Linked DNA regions of Mus musculus: all the other regions are linked to region 4. The links are chromatin contacts, called in public HiCAR-type and promoter capture Hi-C maps. All regions are on one chromosome and are shown on one strand. The core of a region is the stretch at or near the end of the contact, and the rest is flanking DNA. Distances in the headings are between cores, read along the strand shown. Region 1 holds the start of Zfp40 (zinc finger protein 40). Region 2 holds the start of Prss41 (protease, serine 41). Region 3 holds the start of Paqr4 (progestin and adipoQ receptor family member IV). Region 4 holds the start of Zfp160 (zinc finger protein 160). Region 5 holds the start of Hcfc1r1 (host cell factor C1 regulator 1 (XPO1-dependent)). Region 6 holds the start of Zfp213 (zinc finger protein 213). Region 7 holds the start of Zscan10 (zinc finger and SCAN domain containing 10).

Region 1 (2,700 bases), core at 34-2,533, 2.2 Mb after region 4:
TTTCTAATTTTAGTTTTAATCTAAACTGAGTTTGCTGACTATAAAATCATGATTACACATTTCTGAATTGTGTATTTACACTCCAAATACTGTATTTATAGAGTGCTTACATCTCAAGACAGAAAATTAACAGGGAGTAAAATTTGCTTAGTAAACATTAATGTTTACAGCAGTAACTTTGGCATTTAATAAAGTACTGCTATGGGTAGCTGGCCAGAGATGACCACTCAAACAGTTTATAGCCCACTCAAAGTCTTTATTCCAGCCGGTTGAGACCACACCCAAGTGTTCAGGGACCTAAGTGTTTCTGTGAATGTCCAAAACATAGGGGTTTTAAGGGCAGGGACCTCATCCAGGCATCTTGCATAGCAGCTGCTGGGGCCATTCTGCAGAGTAAGTAGTTTGAAGCAAGCAGTTTTTAACAGTAGCTAAAATAGGAGGTTAGCCATCCTGATGGGAGGTTCCAGCACACCAGCAGCTAGGATCTAAGGTTGACTGGAAGAGGTTACTCAAAAACTTTAATCAATGGCTAAGTATGGTAGGTTAGCTAGGACATCCTGACCTAGAATAGAGTTGGGTCGTTTTTTTCATGGGATTCTCCATCAAGAAAATAATTTTTTAGTTAACCCTGGAAACGGTCTCAGCAGGAATACAACAAGATGGAGGAACCGCTACACTGTTTTGCTCTGTCACAGTGTATATTCTGATTCTATCAAATCTGCACTGGTTCTTCATGCGACTAGTATCTACAAAGCTTTCTGCTGTGCTTAGTCCCAGGGGCAAAGGACAATCTCTGAAATAGGCAAGTAGTAGAACACAGAAGTTAGAAAAAAGCATGCATGAATTTAAATTCCAGCAGCTTTGTAACTATTACAAAGCAATGAGAAGCCTGCTTGCAGACAACAGATGATGCAAATGCTCTAGCAGATTATTTTATGAAAATATTCTGGCCAGCATAAGATAAATGCAAAAATGACGATAAACCCCTGTTCATATGATTTCAATCTTCCCGACAATGGTAGGCTATCCATGGTTAAAAGATTATCTACTACAGAATTGTGAGAGCGGCTTCCTTTGAGCAGCCTCCACCCTTGCTCCCGCCCGTTTCCCAGCCCCGCGGCTCCTCTGACCTGGGCGTTCTATGGCTGCCGGGCTGAGGCTCAAGCTACAGCGCTGTTGACTAATGACTTTCTCAGGACTCCTCTCGCGGCACCTGTGGATGCCTGGAATTTTCACGCCCTCCTAGAGAAGCCCGTGTCCTCCACCCCGGATTCCGGACCTCGCAGCTTCCCCGGTCCCTCAGTGAATGGTGAATTTTTCTGTCACTCTGTGCAGGCTCCTTGGAGCACCGCCCTAGCTCCGCCCACCACACGCTGGTTCCGGTTACGTGAGGGTTTTTTTTTTTTTTTTTTTTTTTTTTGTAAGCCCACCCCTCCCAAGCTCTTCTCTTTCTTTCTTTCTTTCTTTCTTTCTTTCTTTCTTTCTTTCTTTCTTTCTTTCTTTCTTTCTTTCTTTCTTTCTTTCTTTCTTTCTTTCTTTCTTTCTTTCTTTCTTTCTTTCTTTCTTTCTTTCTTTCTTTCTTTCTTTCTTTCTTTCTTTCTTTTTTTCCAAGTCTATCCGATTGTTTTCGTTTTTAAAAACTTCCTCGCCTTCTGATCAGGCGAGTATCCCCGCTCCGCGGAGGCAGGTCCCTCCTAGTCAGTATTGGACAGCCTGTCACACAGCTCTAGCTGTCAGGCTGCGCTGCACACGCTCAGCACAGTCCCACCCACCCACCTACCAGGCTTGCTGACAGCTAGACCAGAACTGGATCTAGTCCGCTGCACCCAGGTCTGACCCAGACCGTGGCTTCTGAAGTCTTCAGATAGAAGTTATTCTGCCTAACTTTTCATCTTGAGATACTAGCCTTCTGGACTACAGCAAAAAGGAATCAGCCGACACCCTAAATTCTGACTTTTGTTCCGCTCCCAACATTATAGTAAACCTAAGGTTAAAATGCCCTTGACCTAAAACAGACAAACAAACAAACAAACAAACAAACAAAAAACCCAAAACAAAACAAAACAAAACAAAAAAAAACTATAGCTGTGTCCTTTAAGGAAAACACTGTAAGTGGTATCTTAAAGATACATAGCTCAAAAACCAAGAGTCAAATTCAAGGAGAACAAAGCAGGTTGAGCATGTAAATGAACTAAAAAAAGACAGGAACAAAATGATTTGTTGGGGGGAGGGGGCAGATAGCAAATGCTGATGGAAATGAGGACGACTTAAGATATGAAGATTGAATTCAATAAGTAGCTAGAAACATCGAAAAAGTCCAAACTGAAGTGAAGCAAGAAATCAAAACTGCAATGTCTAATAATAACTCAGAACAGGTAGGAGACAGAATATCAGGCTTGAAGACAAAGTACGGGAGCGGGATGTCTCAGTCAAAGGAAATGATGAATTAAAAGAAAATACACAAGTAGCACTGTTTAAAGGCAGAAGTGAAATTTAAACTGTGCATCCAACACTTATATGAAATAATTTAAATTTTAGACATTAACAACTCAATCTGGAGAGCTTTACTGGGAAGCTGGGTAATTATTTTCATAACTATGCAAATTGGAGTGACACTGAAAAGCCATCTGCATCCTTCTCTCACAGACCTTCACTATTACCAGCCAAACATCTAAAATTTTAACTTGGGGGAAGACATTT
Region 2 (2,700 bases), core at 11-2,510, 2.8 Mb after region 4:
GTCACTTCTTAAGGGCCTCTCTGAATAGAATTCATATCTGGTATGGGGTTGGGGATGTAACTCAATAGACAGTTTGCTTATCATGAGTGAATCCCTGGGTTTGACCCCCCTCCCCCCCCGAATTGTATAGACTCAGGCATGGAGGTGCACGTTTGTAATCCTAGCATGCCAAGAGGTAGAGGCCAGAGGATCAGAAGTTCAAAGTCATCTTCTGTTAAGTAAAAAGTTCAAGGCACCTCAAAACCAACCAACCAATCAACCAACCAACCAACCAACCAACCAACCAACCAACCAACCAACCAACCTTGGGAACCTCCAAGGGAAGGTGGAATGAGACCTGCGCCTTCCTAATTCGATATGGTAGGGGGCAGTGAGCATAGATGAATAGACCCGAAACAGCATGGGAATGTTTGAATAAAACATCCTGGAAGAATTAGAGTGGCGCCCCCTGCAGGGCCAATGGTAAGGTTTTTGGATTGTAAGCAGCGCTTGGAGCTCAGGATATCAGGAGGCTGTCCCACCCCGCTCCTACCATCCCACACTCACTTTCTAAAGCAGTGTGCAGCAGTGAGCACCCAGCGGCGGCTGAGAAGGCTCCCTCCGCAGCGGTGGGACTTCTTCAAGCGCAGGCTGGCCTGCCACGGCCAGCGCCCTTGCATGGATTCTATCCCGCCCACTATCCGGGACCGAGTGTCATTCCGGCGGCCACAGGGCACTGGGACAGACAAATAAGACACATGGCTGAGCAGCCTAGGAAGGCCCATAGCATCCCTAGGGTACACGTGTATGGGAGGAACTGGGGAGAACCACGCAACCGTACACCCCCCCCCCTTCCTCCAGTATCCTGGGGTTTTGTTGAAGAGGCAGGAGATCAGGAGATGGCGCAGAAACCCTTCACACGTGGTTCACAGACACCCAGCCCTCCACAGAGCCCATCAGTCACTTGAGAGAAGCTTGATGTCTGTGCTCTTGAGATCTGTGGGGGAGGAGTGGAAAAGATGAGGCGACTTCTTTATGCCTGGCCTCGGTAGGTGTTTCTCACAGGGACCACGGTTCCTCACCTGCCGCCTGGCTTTCTTCACGTGACCCTGGGTGGAGATAAGGTGAGCCTCGCGCGGACCTCCGAGTTTCCCATACTCCCCCATGACCCCCAGTCTGGTGAATGAATCTCCTTAGCTCACCAGGCTTCCCCAGCATCACGCACAGCAGCAGCAGCAGCAGCACTGGGCCCTGTATACCCATGGCGGCCTCTCTGAAGTCGGGTGCCCAGCTTTAACGTCCTGCCGCTACAGGCTTAGTGGCGCCCTCTAGGGGACAGGTCAGGGAGTAGGAGCTTTGCTCGGCCACCGTTTCCCGGCTTGACTCCAGAGCGGTCAATTGATGAACCACAGTCATCTTTTTCTTGTCAGAGCCCAGGATTTGGATGTCTTCTCTCTTGTGTACTGACAGCTTTCTGTAGGACCAAGGCCCTGGCCCTCAGCCCGCACTCCTAGGAAAAGCTCATGAGCAGGCCTTAGGGTATGCTGCCTTGTGTTATGTGTGATAGCCTTTTGCTGGATGCACTGAACAAAGGCTGGCCCTATTTGAGGACAGACAGAGCTTAGAGCCCTATAATCTACCTGCTACCATTGCAATGAGCCCTACACACTGTATGGGGATCACCAGACACTCTTACCCTTTGTACAGGAACATGTCAGGGCCTATATAACCATACTGGCTCATCAGTTATTAGCTTTGAATTCACAGCCAGTTGGGTATCCATACCAAAACCCTCTGCCTCCACGACTGATTAGAAGTTCTTATGGAACTCAGAGAATGTAATATGTTCATGGTCAAAGTTTATACAGTAAAGGACACCTATCAAAATCAGACACATGCTTCTAGATTACCTCACCAGCCCAGACTAATGGACAACACTTAGTTCTCTCAGTAAGGACCTTTGTCTCACAGGAAGTTAGCCCAGCACTGAGCAACAACCTGGCCACGAGCACCAGAAGGACCTATTGAGAAGGCTCAGTGGTAAGATGCTTGCTTAACTGCACCAGGGTCCTGGTTTTGGCCTCTATCAATCATTGTATAACTGTGATAGCTAATTTCAGCCCTTAGCTTGGCAGAATCTGGGAAGTCTCGTGGGAAGGCAGTCTCAGTGAGGGACATTCTCTCTATCAGCTTGGCCTGCATGCAGGCCTGTGAGGATGTTCTTAGTTGGACTAACTGAACTGAGAAGACATATTGTCATAGTTTGCTCTGTTGCTGTGATAAATCATGACCAAAAGTAACCTGGTGGATCTTTATGAGTTCATGGCCAGCCTGGTCTACATAATAAGTTCTGGGGCTGTGTAGAGACCTGGCTGGCCTTAAATTCATAAAGATCCACTTACCTCTGGGCTTAAAAGTGTGTACCACCACATGCCAGGCGTGGTGGCACACACCTTTAATCCCAGCACTTGGGAGGCAGAGGCAGGTGGATTTCTGAGTTCAAGGCCAGCCTGGTCTACAAAGTGAGTTCCAGGACAGCCAGGTCTACAGAGAAACCTGTCTCGAAAAACAAAACAAACAAACAAAAAAAGTGTGTACCACCATGCATGGTCTTAATTAATTATTTGTTTATTTATTATTTGTGTTTTTTGTTTGTTTTAAGATTTTCTTTTTTTTACCCTGATATAACTGTCTCTTGTGAGACTACGCCAGGCCCTAGCA
Region 3 (2,879 bases), core at 334-2,833, 2.7 Mb after region 4:
ACTGCAGATCTAGGAAGCAGAGACAATAAGCCCTACTTTGCAGGTGCAAAAACTAGCTTGGAGTAATCTGTCCCAGCTGAGCCCAGCGAGTAGGCAAAGGAGAGAGGATGATGAACCAGGGCAGACCAATTCCTGGCTAAAGCCACAGTTCCTCCCTGCCACACAGGAGGCCAGACCAGGTCTGTCTTGTCTGTCTGTCTGTCCGTCCTGCAGAAATCTGGAGAAGCATGACCTCAGCCTGAGTTCTGATTAGGACAGGAGGGACATACCAGCCTCAGGGTTACTTAACATTGTCAAATGTCCAGGCAGATGGAGGCTTTGGGTCTTTTTGTTTTCCATAAAGAAAGCCAGGAAAGGCCAGAATGAGGGGAAAGGACTGGAAGAAGCCTATCCTGTCTCCACTGGGGCGCTTTCAGCTCTGTTCTTTCCAGTGCTGGCCTTTCTTGGACATTCCTCCCTTCCCCACAACCAGTTGGCATTGCCTTAATAGAGGACAAATGCAGGCATCAGCCCCACTCTTGGTGGGGGTCTGACTAGACAATAGCGCTCTTCCTCTAGAGAAAAGCCCAAGTCTAAACCTAGCTGGCTCTAGTTCCCTCTCCCAGCTGGGGCGGCTCAAGGACAGGCCAGGGCTGTGTCAGCAGAGCTCTAGGGGCCCGCAAGAAGTGTGTTGGGGGGCGGGGTGGGGGAAAGCGGAGCCCCACGGTACTGCTATGGTCGTGGGGACTCAAGGCTATCGCGAGGAAGGGCTTGGGTCAGGCAGGGGCAGTCTTCTCTCCAATTCCTCCTAGCCAGTGAACGCCCATCTCCAGGATGAGCGCTGGAGGGGGAGGGTGCCCAAGGCGCAGGATTATCAAGGGGATACCAGGATTCTTACCCCTAGAGCTCAGCCGGATTAAGCTGGCTCTCACTCTGCTCCCCTGTCCTGCTTTGGGGCACTACTGGGAAAGCAGGAGCTGGCAACGAAGCTTGGGACAATGGCAGCTTTGTCACCGCGGCGCCTGACCCAACCAGAGCAGGGACAGTCCAGGACTTGAGCTTGGGGGGCTGCTGTGCTCACAGGCAAGGCGGCCGCGAGTGCAAGAAGCGTGAATCGGGGCGCGGCTCACCTACCGTGTGTGTAGATGTTGCCCAGCTCGTTGTGTAGGTAGAAAAGGCTGCGCAGACAGCCCGAGCCGCTGCTGGCCGGCCGGTAGCCGGTTAATACGAACTTATTGAACTGCAGGTGCGGCGGCGAGCTAGCCCAGTCCAGGAGACGAGGCCCGGTCAGGAATGCCATGGCCTCACGCACTGCGGCCGACCGGCGACCCTCTGCGCCTGGGCTTCCTTCTCAGTGGAGCTGCAGCGCTGGGAAGCTCATCCCGATTCACCTCCGGCTATCCGGTGGCCCTGCCCGGGTCAGCAAGGAGGTCCCGGCCCCCTTCCCTCACGCGCTGCGCACGCGCGAGTTCGACGCCCCCGCAAGGGAGAGAAAGCTGGCAACCCCAGGTCGGAGCTCAGTGCATTCAGCTCCACCGTAGCAGAGCGGCGGAGGGAGAGCTCCGGTTGGCCGCAACGGCAGCCAGGCGTCTCGCCGCAGCCCGGAGGACGGGCGCGGCCGGACGCCGGAGGGGACAGCAGGCTCCACCCCGGCTCCTCGCCCCCGCCACCCTGCCTGTGTTTCGCGCGCTGGATTCCTGACGTTCTTGTTGCAGGGACCAATGGGCTCTGCGGACGGAGATGCTCCGCCCCGAGACCGCCCATGCCTTCTCTTTTTAACATATGCGGTTCCAGCCTTCTTTGCGTGGAGTGGCTGTTGGCTTGCGACGCGAGTTTCTGTGTCGGGCTCCTCCACTGGAGTGGCCTAGCACCTTGGGTCTACCAACATTATCACACCCCAGCTTTCTTAATGACCTTCAGGTTGCCGCACCTTTGGGCACCTACCTCAAGCACATAACCCGGCTACCCAGCTCTAAACCCACAGTCAGACTCTGTCCAAGGTGCTGCTGGCTAAGCGCCCCACCACCACCCCCCACACCCCCCAGAAGAGTCCTGAGCAGCGCAGGCGCTTACCCACTTTGGAGGCATATTTCCATTGGCGGGGAACCCAAGCGTCTAAGATGTGTGGTGCACCTGGAACCCTTAGCGAGGCCCAGCCCTTCCGGCCAGGCTGCTTCGAGCTTGGGTTCCACCCAATTCACTCCCTTTTATCGCCCACAAAGCACACCCTTAGCCCTGCCCAGTACAGGCAAGGAACGGGCAAAGGCAGGAGACCAGGGAAGCAAGGTCGGTTCTCTTCTACTCTGGCAGGGACAAGGAAGGCGCTTCTTCCTCATAAAACTACCCAAGACCAACTTCCACATCCTCTCATAAGAAAGCTCACAGTGTGGACACCCAGCATCCCACCTGCAGCCCCCCTGCCCACACCCTTATCGACAGGTTCTTCCTCGCGCAAAGAACTTGCTAAAGCCTCTACCAAAATAGGCCTTTTATTTTAAGTCTATACTGAGTCTTTAGATCACTTTTGTTTTGTTTTTGTTTTTGTTTTGTTTTGTTTTTTGAGACAGGGTTTCTCTGTATAGCCTTGGCTGTCCTGGAACTCACTTTGTAGACCAGGCTGGCCAGAAATCCTCCTGCCTCTGCCTCCCGAGTGCTGGGACTAAAGGCATGCGCCACCACGCCCGGCTTTAGATCACTTTTGTTGGCCCCTAACCTTTCATCGAGGGCAGCAGTCCAGGACCATCCCCAAAAGAGGCGCAAAGAACCCTGAAACCAAACACCACCCATCACATCAAGGTCCATGAATTAGGGTGTTGGATTCCCTTTGTCCTTTGGCTTCAGTCATCTGGACCCCAAGGGTCAGGCCAAGTTCCCAAATAGCACTGGATGCTTCCTGTCCG
Region 4 (2,700 bases), core at 124-2,623:
CTAGTGGTTCTCAAGAGCAATACCATATTTTAAATATCTTTGTTTCCTCTTCTCTTTTTCTTACCTCTGCTTCAGATTTAGGGGGGCAACCTGCCCAAGGACATGGCATTTTGAAGGACATTTGCAGAGAGGATGTCCAGACTCTGAGCAACTGCTTTCAATAGGATGAATAGCAAATGACTTTCTACTAACATAATGCATATATTAAAATGTTCAGCAGGAAGTAGTAGGGATCATGAGACAGTAGTGTAGGGTGAAATGATTACTATTCATTATATATTTAAAAGTATGTATCTGAAAGTACTTTGCAATGGTGAAGTACCAGGGAAACTCAGTGCATCTCATTATTCTATACTGGTGATAGTTTGTTGAATTCTATGTGTACTTCCTTTGGAAATGTTTGATGAACTGTAGATATGCTACATGGTGGAAATGAGAAGAAATATTTTTCATTAGCCATTCCTCAAATTATTCCCGCTGACCTTTGACAGTTACATCTGCAGACTGCTGTCACAAACATCCTTTAGAACACATGTACTTGTATGCAAGAGTTTGTTTCTATTTAAAGTAGATACAGTAAGAACTTTCAATGAGAATGCCAAAATAGCTTATATGCTGTTTCAAACTTTCAAGCCAAAAAGCACTTAAAATATTTTTAAATTGTTATTTTTATTACAAAGAGAAAAGTTGGCACTTAAAAAAAGAATCGATCTTCAATGCCAATCGTTCATGACCTTTGTGAATGCAATTCTCTTTTGTAACAGAAAATATAACTTTTAAAATAGGTAATTGTTTTTATATATAAAACTCTTCGAATTAAAAATAAAATCAATGCTTGCTTATATTCACCATCGTCCCCGACTCTCCTACCTATGCATGGTTACTGATTGACAATGCTCAGGAGCCCTGCTCCTTAGAGCTAGGAACCTGTGGGAGAATAAGGAGGGACTGAGAACTGTGCACCAAGAACACAACCTACTCTGAATCCCCTTGTAGAGCCAGACCCATGCCCACTTGTACTTGAGCACTATCCTACTCTCCAATGCATCCCCACACTCCCTTCTAGTCCATTATTTGGTTTGACCCTCCACCCCCACCCCGCTGTTTTCCGAAACAGTTCTAAGCCCTCACCACGCCATTCTCAGCATTCAGGTCCTCTCTAGCCCATAAACATTTCTTTAAATACTGTCCCCTCCAAGCAACAGTTTCCTGTTCCAAGTCCCACTAGCACGCAGTGGCCAGCATGCCCTAAAATTTCCTTCTCAGAGCAGCTTCCTTTCTAGGTACCGCCCCTTGTTAGCGTCAATCACTTGTTCTCTGGTCCCGCCTTATTTTACCCCGGATCTGACCGCGAATGCTGAATGCACTCCTGCGCAGCGACCCGGAAGCGGTTTTGCTCTGCATAAATTTTGTAGCTGGGTGAGTTTTCCCAGATTCTTTAGGCCGGTTGCTGGCACTCAGAACCCGGACCTCTGCCCTGGAGTCCCCATCTTGTGTGCAAAGCTCCACTCGGTGACGCGGAGAGCTGCGAGACTGAGGAAGTAGGAACGTGGGAGAGAGAGATGGCAGCGGAGCCAGGGGAGGGGATGGAGCCAGGAAGGAGCGGGGGCACGGATTCAAAAGCTTCAGCGGTCGGGGAGGAGACATGACTATCGTTTGTGCGGGCAGTGCCAGGTGATGCGGTACTAGAGAGTGCCGCGGGTGACAGAATAGCAGAGGAGCAGCTTGCCGCGGCGCCTGGTGGAAAGGAAAAAGAAAGCAGGGTCTGGAGATGCTGGCAAGAGTGGAGAGGAGGGTGAGAGAACAGCTAAACTGCCATAATGTGTGACAGAAAGAAAAGCAGGCGATGGAAGCGAAAGGGAAAGTATCTGGGGAGAACTTCCAAGACCAAGTTCTCAGACCAAGTTCTCAGCACAAAGATTTATTTGTCTTAGAGGTACAGAAGGCCCGGATAAAGGTCAGAGACAGGAGATAGAGGAAGAAGGGGAAGGGAACAAAGAAGAGGGCAGAAAGGGGCAAGAGAGAGGGGTTAGGAGTATTTGTCCAGAAGTGGGACAAATGACTGTTTCTAGATAGAGAGGAGACAGATGTGACCCATAGGCAAATGGCGGCTTATAGAGGTAAAATGAGAATCCCCTTATTAGGACGAGGTGTTTAGCTGGCACATTAATTAGGTGAGCCAGAGGTGCCTTTCGGTTGCCAGACTTCAATGCTTTGATAGCTGGGCCTTCATAGTAAGTGTCAGGAGGAGGAATTGGCCAAATAAAGGAATAGACTTTGGGTGTAGCTTTAGGAATGTAATCTGAGAGTTTTTAGCAAGGCAGAGAGAGGAAAGGGGCAAGGCCTACCAGAGTCATGGTCACCATGCTGGAGCTGGCAAAGTCCCTTCAGAAAGTGTGAATAAGATAGTGCAGAATGAGGGAGGGGCAGGCTGGATAAAGCAGAAGTTGATGGAATAGTAAGGTTATTATTACTGAGCTTGTCTTTGTTGTTGAAATAAAAAAACCCTTAATTTTTGTTTGAATTTTAGTGGTATGGAAGAGAGTTGCAAAACTTGATCTGATGGGCATTAACTGGTATTGTGTTAGGCATGGTGGCACAGATCAGTAATGCCAGCATGTGGGAAGAAAGCTGGGGTAGGAAAATGGAGACTTTAAAGGTGGCGTGGAATACTAAGACAAATAACTAAGACACTTTCTC
Region 5 (2,854 bases), core at 190-2,689, 2.7 Mb after region 4:
CTTGGTTTCTTTGGAAGAGTAGCAAGTGCTGGGCCATTTCTCCACTCCCCTGTGATACCCTTTCTGGCCTCTAAGGGTACCATAGCACACATACAACATGTAAGCAAAACACTTACATACATAAAACAATGAGAAAACTTTACAAGGAAATAAGTAAGCCAAGTGTGGTGGCATGCCTTTAATCTGTTCCGACAATTGAGAGGAGGCAGTTAGGTAAATCTCTGAGTTCCTGGCCAGTTTGATGTACATATATGGGCAATGGTGACACATGCCTTTAATCCCAGCACTTGGGAGGCAGAAGCAGGCAGATCTCTGTAAATTTGAGGCCAAACTGGTCTACAGAGCAAGTTCCAGGACAGCCAAGGCCACACAGAGAAACCCTGTCTCAAAATGTGTGTGTGTGTGTGTGTGTGTGTGTGTGTGTGTGTGTGTACGAGCAAGCACAGTGGTTCTTGGGGCTGAGGGTAACTGCTCATGGTAGACCATGCTCTTTTCTTCCTTTTTAAGATTTACTTTACTGATTTTAATTATTTGTATTTTGTATAAGTGTGTGAGGGAAGTATATACAAGTACGTCCACAGGGGCCAGAGGATTGGCTCCCCTGTAGCTGGAATTAACAGGCAATTACAAGCTTTGGAACTTGAGTGCTGGCACCCAGCTCAGATCCTCCACTCTCTCTCCATACCCAAAAACCTATTCTTACTCAAAGCTCAGCGTTTGAGCACCAGCATTGTAGATATTGGGCTTTGCAGCACACCCAATAGCCTGGAGCACTCAGTGGAGGTGAAGGCAGGAAGAACAGAAGTTCAAGGACATTCTCCAGTATATAACAAAGTTCAAGACTTACGAGACTGTCTCACACCAGTAAGCAGTGGGCTGAGCTGTAACTAAATAATAGAGCACATTCTTATGAAGACCAAGACCCTGGGTTTAAAGGGGGAGGGGCACCTCATTTACAATTACGATGAACTTTTTTTTTTTTTTTTTGAGTCAGGGTCTAACTATATAGCATTGGATGACATGGAATTCACTAAGTAGCAGGCTGGTTTCTAACTCACAAGAGATATGTCTCCCTCTGCCTTCCCAGTGCTAGGATCGTAAATGTGCCACCACCTCCAACGGCGCAAATTTTTTTAAGTGGCTCTATTATCCCGCACAGGAAAATGTACCAACATCTAATCCTTCAGTCACTATTAGATCTCAAGGTTCCGGATCACTTTTCGTGGGCTCAGGGTACAAGTCCCACAAATCACCTATGAACACTGGGTATCCTGGAACACTCCAGGGGTAGATGTCAGAGCAAGACTACAAACCCCAGAAGGCACTGTGCATACACTCGACTCACCTGACCCAGAGGCACCGCGAGCGGTGCGGCATGCTCCATCTTGAGAACTACAAGTCCCAGAGGGCTCTACGTGTGACACAATCTCTCGACGCACGACACAACCTCTCGATTCCGGACGTGCCTGATGGTGGCTCTTCTCGTTACGCCCCAAGACCTAGCACTGCCTGTCGCCCAGCAACTAAGGCGGCAGGTCCGTGCTGTCTCGAACCACAGAAACCTAGGAGAACTACACGAAGCACCCTTATGCTAAAAAGCGCCCAGAACTATCCAGCCACGCCGGATCCCCTCCCCCACCGCGCCGACCTGTCCCGCCTTCTAACCTCTAACCTGATTCCTGTCTTCCGCGCCTGCGTAAAACGTCTCCAGTGCGCACGCCGGTAGGCCCGCCCCTCGCGCTGTACCACGCCCTCAAAGGCTCCGCCTCTGCTGCTTGAATCCCACCCCTCTATCTGCAGGACCCTGAGCCGTAATGATCCTGCAACAGCCCCTGGAGCGAGGTCCCCCAAGTCGGGACCCACGGGCCACCACTGGGGTAACTCGCGGCCTAAACGCCAGGTGTGTAATTGGTCCCTGAGTGGGCTGGACGAGCGGAGGGCAGGAGTTTTGGCTGGGGGATCCAGGGCTGGTCAGTAGGGGGATCCTGGAAAGTGGGGAGGCGATTCAGGAAACCGTGGTGCTTGAGCTTGTGTTGAAGCAGGGAAGCCAAGGTCAAGATTTCCAAGGTAACCTGTGTATAGCCTGGGAGAGGAAGGTGGCTTAGGCCACACAAGACAAGGCTGATTCTGGGAACCTGGTTTACCCTGTAGACTCAGGTGGACAGATCTTTGGGAAGGGGCAAAGAGAGTGGACTACACCTGGCGCTACTTCCCAGCTCCCTTCTCAGAGGAGCTGTGCCAGTGACCATGGAGAGCCCTGGAGAAGGAACTTCTAAGTGTAGGGGCGGATGGGGCTTCCAAGATTCACCTTTGGTCCTCATCAGTTTGCCTCCACTCTCAACATCCCTGCCTCTATTCTTCTCCAGTCTTTCCCCCAGGGAACCTTTGCACAAGCAGTTCCTGTCTGAGGAGAACATGGCCACCCATTTCTCCCGACTCAGCCTACATAATGACCACCCCTACTGCAGCCCCCCTGTGACTTTTCCCGAAGCCCTGCCACCACTCAGGTAGGCACCTCCCCTTGAGGGCCTTCTAGAGGATCACATTCGGTCCTCAGAGCCCCTCCTCACTCTCTGCCTCATCGTGCTATTTTTAGCTTCTAGCCAACTTGTGCTGTTTTCCATCTTTGGCTCCAGGCGACCTGGACCTGGTAGGAGGTGGCACTGCCAAGCCAGCCTTCTGCCCTGTTCTTTCAATCTTTTTTTCTTCTTTTAGGAGCCCTTGCCCAGAGCTGCTTCTCTGGCGCTATCCCGGGAGCCTGATTCCTGAAGCCCTCAGGCTGCTGAGGCTGGGGGATACCCCCAGTCCCTACTACCCTGCGTCCCCAGCTGGGGATATCGTGGAGCTCTGAGTA
Region 6 (2,870 bases), core at 211-2,710, 2.6 Mb after region 4:
TTGTTTTTCAAGACAAGGTTTCTCTGTGTAGCAAGGAACTCACTTGTAGACCAGGCTGGCCCCAAACTCAGAAATGCTCTTGCCTCTGCCTCCCAACTGCTGGGGGGGCCCATGCCACCACTTGAGCTATTTTTAAGTATGTTTTTAAGTAGACATACTTCAGTTGTAAAATTTCACTGGGCACAGCAGCGCATGCATAGTGGTACATGTCTAATCCAAGAACTGTAGGGACCAAGGCAGGAGTGGCCAGAGTTAGAATCAGTCTGAGCTATAGAGTAACAATGTCTTTTAAAAATTATAATTATCGTGTTTAATTATAAATGTAGTCTTAAGTCCCTCTACTGATGGGCCATACTGTTATTTTTCTCAAATTTGAAAACTCACAAATTTATGGGGCTGGATAGATGGCTCAGTGGTTAAGAGTATGTCTTTGTCTTGTCAAGGCCCCAGACTCAATTTCCAGCATCCACATAGAGGCTCACAACCATCTGTAATTCCAGTTCTGAGGTATCTGACAGCCTCTGTTGGCCCTTCTTGAACACTACATACATGTGGTACACTTACATACATGAAAGCCAACACTTAAGACATATAAAAATCTTTGTTTTTTGTTTTTTTTTTAATAAAAAGCTTACAAATTCCAGAAACACCTTACTCCAATTAAGGGGCAGATGGGTAGGAGGCCTCATGAACACCATTTATTCACAACTATATATGAATGTATGGCAAGTATTTGTATTTTATGTTGTTATTACTTCACATACTCTCATACGTGTGACTTGAATTTTTCTCTTTTATTTCAACAGTCTAATTAGCATGAACATCATAAATTAAAGAACGGGAGGGAAGTGTTAATATAACAATGTTTCTTTTTGATTCACTGACAATCTGATATATGACGGTGACATATTTTTTTACTGAAAATAGTTATCTCCAGAATCTACAAGCACGGGATGTGTGTTTTACATAAATGAGATCTTATGAGCAAACCATTTTTCACCTAGCAACGTTTCTTCGAAAGTGAACCTATACGCTTCCGTGGCACGGGGTACTTCAGTTTCTCAACCAACCCAAGTGATGCATACGGGCGGTTTCCATTTCTTCTCCACTACCACAAGCACTTCGTTTACGCTTCTCTTCTCGAGCCTTCTGCCTTATCCTCCAGTGACCGAGGAGGTGTCCTCAGGGAGGGCCCGGACTCACCAGGGTCGCTCGGCAGGACGTGGGAAATGGGGACGGTCCCCAGCAGCCTGGTGAGGGTGGCCGGGCTCCGCGTGGCAGACCCGGAGAACCCGGAGGCGCCGGCAGCCCGCGCTGCTCCCAGGAACTTGTCCTCTCCCGCAGGCGCCTCGAGCGCCGAATCCGCAGGATCCGGTCTGCGCAACGCGCCGGTCCCGCCCCCAGGACACACCGCCCAGAGCCGCGCGGGAGCTCGGCGCTTCCCCAGCAGCGCCCGGGGCAGGAAGCTCGCGCGGGGGGCGCTGGGAAACCAGCTGGCGCATGCGCGGGGATAAGCATTTGGCGCTTGTACTATCCAGAATGTCGGAGATGGGCAGCCAATGAACAGGGAGGATTCTCACGACTAAGCCGATCTGACACCCTGGAGCTAGAGATTTGGAAGAAGTCTCATTTTCGCTTTCTGGGTCGCACTATACCTAAGTCGGATGCTTGGGAGGTCTCGGGGCTTCCTGGAAAGTGCAGTCTAATTCGAGCGGAGCCTCCATCATGGTCAGTACCTCCTGCCCTCCTATCAGCAGCTACATCTGTACTGAGCTGAGGAACAGGAGTCCTGATGCCTAGGGACACTGAACAGGAGGCCCACCTCTGCCCGGGCATGTGTTAAGCATTACTGTAGTTTGTTAAAGTCACTATTGGTGTTAATGGTAAATTACCTTTATATTGTAAACATACTTTCCTATAAAATAGACAAAACCAGAACGGGGCAATTTGACTCTGTGTGGCAACTGTCGGACTCTCCCTTGTTTCCCTTGCTGCCTTGAGCAAAAGAACTGTTAGTCAAACAGCCAGCCGGACTGACCTCATGCCAGCACCAGCTATCTGAAACACTCAATGGACACCTTTCGAGAACTACACATTGATCAAAGCTGATTGTCCCTGCAGCTTCAGGCAGGGCTGTTTTGAGACAGGCTTCAGTTCTTGCTGCCACAAGCCTCTGGATTCTAGATACCCTGAAACCATGTCCACGTAGACTACAGAGGGTACATTTCCTTCTGTAATTGATTGCTAAAAGGCAAGGTTGTAGTTGTCTAAACCCTGCTTCGCAGGATGCCTCCTGAATGCACATCAGGCTGCGAGATTCTTGTACTGTACTGTCTTTCCTGATGTTGCTGTATCAGACCAGGTGATACAGTGGAGTAGTGAAGGCTGTATTTCACGTCATGCACCCCAGATCTACTTATCTCTCTGGCCTCATATCCTTCCTTGCCTTTGCAACCTCCCCACCCCTGAAATAAAACACACAATCAACAAAGAAAGAAAACATCTCACTGCCGTGGAAGCTGTAGTATATCACAGTGTCCTGTGTTTTTTTTCTTTTAAAAACTTTTTATGATATAAGTATTTCACCTGCATGTGTGCATATGTACAGCATTCATCCCTGGTGCCTCTGGAGGTCAGAAGAGGGCATTAGATCCCCTCGAGTTACAGAGGGTTGTGACATCACCATGTAGGTGATGGAAGACAAACTCTGGTTGTCTTTTGTGTAAGCCTAAAGTACATGTGTGGGGGGTAATAAGTATGCATACATATTCAAGTTGCATATCCTCCTATCCCACGCCGATATCTGGTTACTTATGACTAAAGGAGGCTCTGTAACTAATGCAAACCACTCTTGTCAAGCTGTCACAGGA
Region 7 (2,860 bases), core at 247-2,746, 2.6 Mb after region 4:
GCTGAGGACATAGAGCGCAGTAAGAAAACTGGTGCCTACTGGGTGGTCCAGTGAGATCCACCCCACACAGTTAAAAATAAGCTGGATGCTGACCCTAGCAGGGAAACTTAGGAGCAGCCAGAGCAAGGCTGGGCCTAGTCACGACAGTCTGAGACATCAGGGCTTTGGGGGCGACCAGCGCCGAGTTTCCTTGACCCCGCGAGTGATGTAGTGCACTCTAGAACGGGGTGGACACTCCAGATAGCACCACTGATTCCCGGAAGGAATCCTCCTCTGTATTTGGGAGCATGTAACTAAGAAAGCCCATCAATGCAAAGGGGAGAGTTTGACTTTAAAGTGGGCTCCAAAGGGTTTGTGGAGGTAACTTCTCCTGAGAGGCGGGGCGAGGCGGAGGGCGCTGTTAGTAGGACAAAGCCACTAGCAGGATTCTGGTGGGGGAGACTTTTAAAAGCTATATGGACTGAGGAACACTCATCTTTATCACATCTTCTTGTCGGTGTATGTTTTAATTTTTTTCTCACTACATTTATTTATTTACTTATTTATAGGTTGGGTGGGGGCACATGTGGAAGTCAGAGGACTACTTGTGGAAGTCAGTGGCCCAGGTTTTTGTTTGTTTGTTTTGAGGCGGGATTTCATGTAGCCCAGTGACTTCAGACTTCATATTAGCTGAAAGAGGCCTGCCTCCATTTCCCAGATGCAGAGATTACAAGTGTGCACGATCATGCCCAATTTTATGATGTGTGCTTCCTGCTTGGCAGGAAAGCATTCTACCAACTGAGATGTATCCCTTTGGTTTTGAGTTTTTGAGACAAGTTCACTCTGTTACACCAAGCCCATCTGGAATTCAGGGCACTCTTCCAGCCTTAGCTGAACCTGGAAAAGATAGCACTGCAGGTGTAAACCATCACACCTGCCTTCTGTCCCCCTCCTTTTCTACTTTGAGACAAGGTCTCACCACGTAACTATAACCTGTAACTCAATATGTAGACCAGGCTGGTCTTGAACTAATAAGAGATCCACCTGCCTCTGCCTCCTGAGTGCTGGAATTAAAGGTGTTTTCCACTCTAATTGACCTATTTTATTTTCTTACAACTGCAGTCTCATCTGTTCCTTGGAATGCAACCCCCACACCCCAAATCCACCTGGGGCAGGGCCTCATTCCTCAGTTTAGCTCCATGTCCTTAGAGCCTGCTGTTTAATAAACATGTAGATAAATATTTGTTGTATGAATGAAAAGCCAAGCAAAGAGGCCTACACACAGCAAGCACGTAAAACAGAAGCTCTTGGCCCCAAAAGGGCATCAGTCTGTCTCCGCGTAGATGGAGAAGCTCTGGCTTAGAGTAACTTAACTCTTACAGAAGCTTGGCAAAGTTAGAATCTGGAGTCATCACTTTTCCCTTGGTTTGTTTCTGGCTCCTCCCTCTTCCTTACCCCACCCAGACTGGGAGGTGAAGGGTTAATTCCTGGAAGCCCCTTTATCCCCTTACCTGAAAGGGATGGGTCAGGCAGGGAACTTCCTGTTCCATTTCCCGGGATTCCTTTCCCAAACTAGGCTACGCTGCCTCTTACCCTGAATTCTCCCAAGGATCCCCAAACATCTCGGCCTCAGGCGTCGGTACCTGGAGTGGTGAGTTGGAGGGCTGGGGTGTAGGCTTACAGCACTGTGGAGAGTGAAGGGTGTTTCGGGGGACCTACTGGTAGGCTGAGAGCTAGAAAAGTCTTGGTTATAATGAGCGGGTAACTCGTGCTGGAGACTCCAAGGCCACACAGCATGATGCATTTGTGGCCTTGGAGACATGAGGGAGGGTCCCAGAAGTGACGATGCCATGCGTTCCTAGCACCAGAAGGGGATCTCTGCCTTAAAAAAAAAAAAAAAAAAAAAAAAAAAAACAAGTTAACAGAGTTGAGCAAGTTAGACTGCTAGCAGAGAAAGGGGGTTATTTCTTGCAGAGGACCACTCTAGCTCCCTAGTGTGTAGGTGGATTTTATAGCAGTACCTACATACAAATTTAGACCGGCCAGATTTCACTAAAGAGCTTTCTCGCCCCACACCCAGCCAACCCCCTACAGAGGTGCATATTAATAGGCCTTTTGTCCTGGAGACCTGGGGGAGGGACAGGCTTTCTAAGGCCTACTTGCCTGAATTCCATCTCTTGGAAACCTCTGGCAAGTCCTCACCTAGAAATTCCAGCTGCTGTGTGGTTAGGCGGGCCTTTGACCAGAATCTAGAATTCTCTCTTTCTTATCTATGCTGTCATACTCCAAGCTAATACTGGCAAAATTTCATGGGGTAGGACGCAAATAGTGGGTTCGGAACCCCATTTCCACTTTAGCAAGCAGTATTGCAGCACCGGGTGAAGCTGTGAGTAAATCACCTTGGACTCTCTGAACCTGTAGGATTAATAGGTTGATCTAGCAAGTGAGTCCGGGCGGGATGAAGTGAGCAGCAGGCAACTGACTGGGCTGCTAAACGCTTGGAACTCACGAGCATCTGCTGCAGAGTGGCCAGAGTGACTTCACTCTCTAATTGTTTTTATTTTTTTAAGGTTTATTTATTTTATATACAGAGGGTTTGTATGAATGTGCATCTGCGCACTATAAGAGGGAACTGGGTCCCACCAACAGTTGGGAGTTGCCATGTGAGTTCTGGGACTTGAAGTCTCATGAGCTCCGGAAAAGCAGCCACGCTCTGAGCCTGGAGCGCCTCCATATCATATTTCATATGCTTCTTCAGACAGCGAAATGCAATGCTGTTTCCTGTGTGTGTGAGCCAGAAATTAGGGCTCGATGTGCTGGCTGGGCACAGGCCCTGAAGATACTACTCCAACCCCTCTTTGTGTTTTTATTTTTGAGAAAG

Evidence for each region. Promoter capture Hi-C pulls out the DNA fragments that hold promoters and counts their contacts. HiCAR-type assays count read pairs that join an accessible place to other places. Capture Hi-C pulls out chosen DNA fragments and counts their contacts.
Region 1: a contact with region 4 is called in a promoter capture Hi-C map of hippocampal neurons, with 21 times the contacts expected there. The contact joins the promoter of Zfp40 here to the promoter of Zfp160 in region 4. A contact is called at or near these places in 2 of 39 promoter capture datasets (hippocampal neurons and pre-B cells), 1 of 115 datasets of contacts at active chromatin or transcription factors (astrocytes) and 1 of 9 other capture datasets (adipose tissue).
Region 2: a contact with region 4 is called in a promoter capture Hi-C map of pre-B cells, with 6 times the contacts expected there. The contact joins the promoter of Prss41 here to the promoter of Zfp160 in region 4. A contact is called at or near these places in 2 of 39 promoter capture datasets (hippocampal neurons and pre-B cells).
Region 3: a contact with region 4 is called in a promoter capture Hi-C map of hippocampal neurons, with 6 times the contacts expected there. The contact joins the promoter of Paqr4 here to the promoter of Zfp160 in region 4.
Region 5: a promoter capture Hi-C map of liver shows a contact between it and region 4, with 3 times the contacts expected there. The contact joins the promoter of Hcfc1r1 here to the promoter of Zfp160 in region 4. A contact is called at or near these places in 3 of 39 promoter capture datasets (hippocampal neurons, liver and pre-B cells) and 1 of 9 other capture datasets (liver).
Region 6: a contact with region 4 is called in a HiCAR-type map of astrocytes, with 4 times the contacts expected there. The contact joins the promoter of Zfp213 here to the promoter of Zfp160 in region 4. A contact is called at or near these places in 4 of 39 promoter capture datasets (cranial neural crest, hippocampal neurons, liver and 1 more) and 1 of 115 datasets of contacts at active chromatin or transcription factors (astrocytes).
Region 7: a promoter capture Hi-C map of liver shows a contact between it and region 4, with 6 times the contacts expected there. The contact joins the promoter of Zscan10 here to the promoter of Zfp160 in region 4. A contact is called at or near these places in 6 of 39 promoter capture datasets (the 3T3-L1 cell line, cranial neural crest, hippocampal neurons and 2 more).

Annotation. Positions count from the first base shown.
Region 1 is chr17:23,191,945-23,194,644 of GRCm38.p6, forward strand. Zfp40 (zinc finger protein 40) reads right to left here and starts at 1,284. Exons shown (of 6, transcript NM_009555.2): 1 at 1,131-1,284.
Region 2 is chr17:23,842,896-23,845,595 of GRCm38.p6, forward strand. It overlaps Prss41 (protease, serine 41), which reads right to left and starts at 1,261. Exons shown (of 7, transcript NM_027644.1): 1 at 1,182-1,261; 2 at 1,062-1,088; 3 at 944-976; 4 at 547-715. The coding sequence starts at 1,242.
Region 3 is chr17:23,738,747-23,741,625 of GRCm38.p6, forward strand. Paqr4 (progestin and adipoQ receptor family member IV) reads right to left here and starts at 1,584. Exons shown (of 3, transcript NM_023824.3): 1 at 1,114-1,584. The coding sequence starts at 1,279. Kremen2 (kringle containing transmembrane protein 2) reads right to left here. Exons shown (of 10, transcript NM_028416.2): 10 at 2,453-2,879.
Region 4 is chr17:21,007,568-21,010,267 of GRCm38.p6, forward strand. Zfp160 (zinc finger protein 160) reads left to right here and starts at 1,374. Exons shown (of 5, transcript NM_145483.2): 1 at 1,374-1,419.
Region 5 is chr17:23,672,169-23,675,022 of GRCm38.p6, forward strand. It overlaps Hcfc1r1 (host cell factor C1 regulator 1 (XPO1-dependent)), which reads left to right and starts at 1,440. Exons shown (of 3, transcript NM_181821.2): 1 at 1,440-1,900; 2 at 2,367-2,507; 3 at 2,716-2,854. The coding sequence starts at 1,815. The coding sequence ends at 2,851. It overlaps Thoc6 (THO complex 6), which reads right to left and starts at 1,709. Exons shown (of 13, transcript NM_001008425.2): 1 at 1,346-1,709. The coding sequence starts at 1,384.
Region 6 is chr17:23,562,766-23,565,635 of GRCm38.p6, forward strand. Zfp213 (zinc finger protein 213) reads right to left here and starts at 1,461. Exons shown (of 6, transcript NM_001033496.3): 1 at 1,204-1,461. 6330415G19Rik (RIKEN cDNA 6330415G19 gene) reads left to right here. Exons shown (of 2, transcript NR_126484.1): 2 at 1,005-2,529.
Region 7 is chr17:23,599,330-23,602,189 of GRCm38.p6, forward strand. It overlaps Zscan10 (zinc finger and SCAN domain containing 10), which reads left to right and starts at 1,497. Exons shown (of 7, transcript NM_001289481.1): 1 at 1,497-1,630. It also overlaps a transcript of Zfp13 not described here.